Regions from separate parts of the Hordeum vulgare genome. Here region 2 is linked to region 1. Evidence: chromatin contacts called from public Hi-C data. All regions are on one chromosome and are shown on one strand. Each heading gives the region's core, a stretch centred on a gene start, on an enhancer-like site or on the middle of the called end of the contact. The rest is flanking DNA. Distances are from core to core; before and after follow the strand shown. Region 1 holds the start of LOC123409860 (abscisic acid receptor PYL9-like). Region 2 holds the start of LOC123407645 (ABC transporter C family member 8-like).

Evidence for each region. Hi-C and Micro-C count contacts between places; a contact is called where the count stands out from the background.
Region 2: a Hi-C map of seedling shows a contact between it and region 1, with 2.6 times the contacts expected there. The contact joins the promoter of LOC123407645 here to the promoter of LOC123409860 in region 1. A contact is called at or near these places in 2 of 6 Hi-C or Micro-C datasets (leaf and seedling).

The regions. Positions count from the first base shown.
Region 1 is chr7H:513,513,785-513,516,551 of MorexV3_pseudomolecules_assembly, forward strand. It overlaps LOC123409860 (abscisic acid receptor PYL9-like), which reads left to right and starts at 1,378. Exons shown (of 1, transcript XM_045102730.1): 1 at 1,378-2,607. The coding sequence starts at 1,585. The coding sequence ends at 2,175.
Region 2 is chr7H:513,815,924-513,818,690 of MorexV3_pseudomolecules_assembly, forward strand. LOC123407645 (ABC transporter C family member 8-like) reads right to left here and starts at 1,422. Exons shown (of 13, transcript XR_006612648.1): 1 at 1,078-1,422; 2 at 1-950.

The sequences.
Region 1 (2,767 bases), core at 128-2,627:
ACTACAAAATAGTACATTGTAATCACTAAACACTACATCCAAAATTTAGTTAACTGCACAAATTCAGTTTAACTAGTCGCATTACTAAACTACAAAGGTGCAACAAATCTTCTTCAAAATCATGAACATGAGCACCGAACTGGTGGCATTGCATACCTACAACTATCATGTGAACACAACACTAGCATAAATGAACTACATAGTTTAGAAACTTGGCACTAATTTATCTATCACAAATATCTAGGACAAAACCCTAGCCCTAAATTGATTGATAGACACTGGCAAACAACTTCCAATTGCAAATTCACCGAGGAATCATAGGCTGAAGTTCCTACTTTATCGGCCTAAAGCCCTACTTTACCACACAAAACCCTAGCCTCAAATCATCGCCCAAAAATTTAGCTTTACTACGCGGCAAGAACCATAGCCACACCCTAGCACTAGACAACCATGAATCGACCTCAAAACAGAACGATTTGTCTGTGTTGTTGACAACGAGCACAGGACGAACAAAGCACACGGATGCGAGGAGAGAAATATGTCCAATTTAATTCAGGTGGGTTGCAATGCGATGGAATAATAATAGCGATAGGGGGGTTATGCAATATGTGTGGCGACGACTCGCTTGGCCACCTGGGCGCCACTTGGCTCTCTCTGATTGGCTTAGGACTGAATAATCACATTTGTTGCAAGTTTGACGATGATGGGATGTAATTTTGTAAGTATTGCAAGTATATGACTAAAGCATCACATCCTAGACAATTTCTTGGACATGGTACTTTTAACTCTTACTCCCTCGTTCATAAATATTTATTTTTCTAAAGATTCAACTACGAACTACATACGAAGCAAAATGAATGAATTTACACTCTAAAATATGTCTATATATATCTGTATGTAGTCCATAGTGAAATCTTTAAAAAAAGAAATATTTAGGAACGGAGGGGTAGGTTATAGGGCCAAAACTACCGTGTCAATATTTTAGTCATGACCAGAGACTTATCTTTGTTTACATCATGACCAATTCTTTTTGGCAGGTCAATGCTCCCTTGCCCACTCTAGCTTATTTTTCTTCGCTAGTGTTAGCAGATCATGGGCCAGTAAAACCTCAACCAGAAATTTAATTAGTCAAATAATTTAGTGAGAGAAGCCTAGGCTAAAACCAAACGCACGTTACCAACCTGCTCGCCCACTGACATAACCCAAGGAGAAGAGAAACCATGAGTGTGTGGACGTTGTTTCCCAAACGCAAACCCACGCACGCACGCTGGCACCAATTCATCGTCTGTACAATCCTCGAGTGAAAAAGTTGCTGCTTGTCGGCTTCCTCGTAACCCGCGCCTTGCTAGCTACCTCTCCCTCCCTCCCTCCCTCCCTCCCGCTCCATACCCCGTGCATGGATGTCGATCGGTCGCTCCCCTCTCCCTCGCCCTCCCCCCACGTCCTCAGGTATATAACCATCCCAGCCATCCCCCATCCCCAACCCCATCAGGAAACAGAGAAGGAGAGGGAGAGACTACGGAGAGATACTACTGTGGTAGCTAGCTGGATTTTGGGAGACAGTGCGTTCTTGTGCGTGTGGTGATGGAGGCGCACATGGAGCGGGCGCTGCGGGAGGGGGTGACGGAGGCGGAGCGGGCGGCGCTGGAGGGGACGGTGCGGGCGCACCACACCTTCCCGGGGCGGGCGCCGGGGGCCACCTGCACGTCGCTGGTGGCGCAGCGCGTGGCGGCGCCTGTGCGCGCGGTGTGGCCCATCGTGCGCAGCTTCGGCAACCCGCAGCGGTACAAGCACTTCGTGCGCACCTGCGCGCTCGCGGCCGGCGACGGGGCCAGCGTCGGCAGCGTCCGGGAGGTCACCGTCGTGTCCGGCCTCCCGGCCTCCACCAGCACCGAGCGCCTCGAGATCCTCGACGACGACCGCCACATCCTCAGCTTCAGCGTCGTCGGCGGTGAGCACCGCCTCCGCAACTACCGCTCCGTCACCTCCGTCACCGAGTTCCAGCCGGGCCCCTACTGCGTCGTCGTCGAGTCCTACGTCGTCGACGTGCCCGACGGCAACACCGAGGAGGACACCAGGATGTTCACCGACACCGTCGTCAAGCTCAACCTCCAGAAGCTCGCCTCCGTCGCCGAGGAGTCCGGCGCGGCGCCTGGCTCGCGGCGGCGGGACTAGAACTAGAAGAGACGAGAGCTCCCGGCAGTTCGTGGTGGGACCGCGCAACCTGGCGTGGTGGTGGCGGCGGCCGGACGGCGCCGCGGTTGTTAGTTGGAGTACTCTGCTATTTCGCACCCTTTTCCTTTTCTGTTTGTTTTCTTCGCCCCTTTTTCCATTGGTGTCGAAAAGAGCCTTCGGCGTAAGCAAGCAGCCTCCTTTTCTTGTGTATTATCATCATCTTTGTTCTTTTCTCCGGCTGCCGTTTGTGCAATTTCTGAGTTCCTGATGGCTGGCGACAACGATGCTCAACAGGGGAAAAACTCAAGTGGCTGTTGCCGGTTGCTCTCAACAAGATGGCGTTGCCCTCATATTTTTACATTTCATCTTTGTACCGCAAATACAATAGTGTTCTCATCCTAATCAATGTGCAAAGTATTCAACGTCTCGGAACTAGATCCTCGGCACTACTCGCTCCGTTCCTAAATATAAGTCTTTTTAAAGGTTTCATTAAAAATCTACATATAAATGTATATAGACATACTTTAGAGTGTACATTCATTTATTTTGTTTTGTATGTAGTCTACTGGTAAAAAAATTTAAAAGACATATA
Region 2 (2,767 bases), core at 172-2,671, 300 kb after region 1:
GCCGACACGGCGATCTCTCTCTTCTTCTTGGTAGCTGTACCGTACGAAGGCAAAGAGCAATATAGGGGAGATGGCTATCGCCAGTGTTCTCATGAAGGCGTAGAAGCCGGCGATCATGATCTCCGTGAGGAAGCACTTGCACAGGACGAGGGCGAGGCCGTTGGATCTCCCGCTCTGCGCCTTGTCCTGCCGGTGGCGGCTCCACGCCTCGGAGAACCTACGTGAGGCCTGCCGTGCGCAGTCCTCGGAGGAGATGAGCGGGATGTCGGCGAGGTCTAGTGCTTTTGTGCGGCCGAGGCGGAGCAGAGGGTTCAGCCACGAGAAGGCGAGCTGGCTGAACAGGCCGGCCCGGTAGAGCTCCGAGTCGTGCACCGCCTTGTCAATCAAGGGCTCGGACAGGCCGTCGTCGTCCTTGTGGCCACGGCTCCGCCGGAGCAGCAGCGAGCCGAGGGCGCAGAGCAGGAGGAGGAAGTTGACCGCCCACGCGACAGCCTCCGCGACGTCGAGCACGTGGCCCATGGCAAGGACCTCCGCATTGTACGCGGTGATCAGCAGCGAGAAGAGCGTCCACCAGAGAACGGCCACGGCGCTCGCCGGCCTCGTCGGCTGGAGGTGCAACGAGGCGGCCACGGCCACCCACACCAGCGCCCTGACGACGGAAGCCGTGGTGACCGCCGCGTCCGCGGAGCCCCCGAACGCGGCGACGGCGTACGTCGCCGCGACGGCCACGCAGCACGCGGAAACCGCGGCCACCCCCCACCGCCGCCATGCGCCGCCGCTTCTCCCCCGCCCATCCCACCGCCCCGTGACGCAGGCCGCGAGCAGCGCGGAGGCGTAGGCGACGAGGAGCACACCATTGACGCAGTCGACCAGACCCCTCTGCACGCACGGCGACGCGAGGGTGAGCCCGCCGCCGTCCTCCCGCCCGCAAGTCCACGAGGGCGACCAGCCTGCCACACACACATCCAATCCAAGCAATAAACCAAATGACGATAAGCGAAGCTGGACGCACGCAGCATCAAGAATCAGGAAGGGTTTACAAGAAGAGAGGAAGCTTCATCTCGTCTCCCCCCTTACCGAGAAAGGCCATGGCCGGATGGCCCAGCTTATCGGCCGTCCCTGCGCCCGGCATCGCATGCAGCGGCCGACGCGTCGCCTATTCCTGGGCAGGGCGTACGGGGAGGAGGGAAGCCAGCCACTTGTTTATAGCAGCACTCTGAGCCCCAGCCACCAGCCGAGTGCGTGCGTCCACGTACGTATATTCGCTCGCACACGGACGCGGGTATGGACAGAGATACAGACGGAGGATGTTGTTTGAGATGGATAGCGGTAGAGAAGACTGCTCCGGGCTGGCTGTGGTGGCCGGAGGACGCCCTGCAAAACTCGGACTTGTCCGCCGTCGCTTTCAGCCGCGAACTCGTGGGGAGGAGGAGGAAGAAGAAGAGCAAGTCGCACGCTTGCGGCCTCGGCGTCTCCTTGTCGTTTTCCTCGTACAGGCAGTCCGTCCGGCTGGTCTGCGTATGGCGTGACGTGGCAACGGATGGCTGGCATGGCAGGGCGCATTCATTTCGTCGCAGACGTGGCGTGAGACGGAAGGTGTCTACTACTGTTGTTTAAAAAAAAACGTTGATAGTTGATCTATCAAATTCATCGACCAGGAGAAGAAAGATTGATCCAGTTTACAAGAAAACCAGACCTAAAAACCATATAAATGATGTTTTTGGCAATAACACATCCTCAAGAACCATAGGTCCATCTGACCGGATCCACCTCCAAAACGATGCCCTCAAAAGGAAACACGACGTCGGATAGCGACGCCATCGTTCGATCTAAACTAGATCAAGGGTTTCTCCTAGAACACCATAAGAAAGGTAAGGTCGGAGCAGCTAAACCGATGCCTCCAACAAGAAGCGCCGCCATAAGGCGCCGCCATCGATTACTTTGGCCATAACCGGAGTACGACTTTGGTCGACCGTCACACCTATACAACTCGAGCCCAGTATCCGATCAACCTACACACCAAACCACTACCCCTGTCTTCACGGCAAAAGGGGTCTACTACTGTGGTCGTGGTTGTGAGAGATCTTTCAAAGTGGTCCTGGAGCGATATGAGCCGTGGATTTCACATGATCCGACGGCTAATATAGGATTTTCACCTCGAGTTAGTAAGATGTTGTGGATGATCGTGAGGGATAAGTACAGGATTTTCACTTCCACCGCGCCGACAAAACATGATGAAGGCAAATAAGGAAAGATATGTCAAGAGAATCTATTTTTGGAAGGAGAGATCACAAAATGTATGGAGAATATCGCCTGCTTATTTTGTTGTACTTACCATATTGGTACGGCAAAAAATTACCATCAGACGACCAGGAATAATGTAGTATCCTCTTGAGTAAGATATTTTCTATTTTAATTTGTAATAGAGACGGACAACGCCCTGAGAGCGATGCATAAGTTTCTTCAACCACACATTTACGTGTCATTTCGGGGTATATCATTGTACTGCATGTCTCGAGACGAAATCAAGCAAATAGTACAAACAGCGTGGGAGTGACGGTGCCTGCGCTGGGGATCGAGGAACAAGCGAAGCGGAGAAGGTGCGTACGTACGGGGGCCAATTATACAGCGACATAAATGGAGAGTGAGGCCTACGCCAACGACCAAGGTAGTAGTCCTATGCGCGTCTGGTAGCTCCACCGTCCGTGGGATTCTGATCTCACCGGCGGCTCCATTGGGAGCTGTCGACCGAAATGGGAGACGTCAA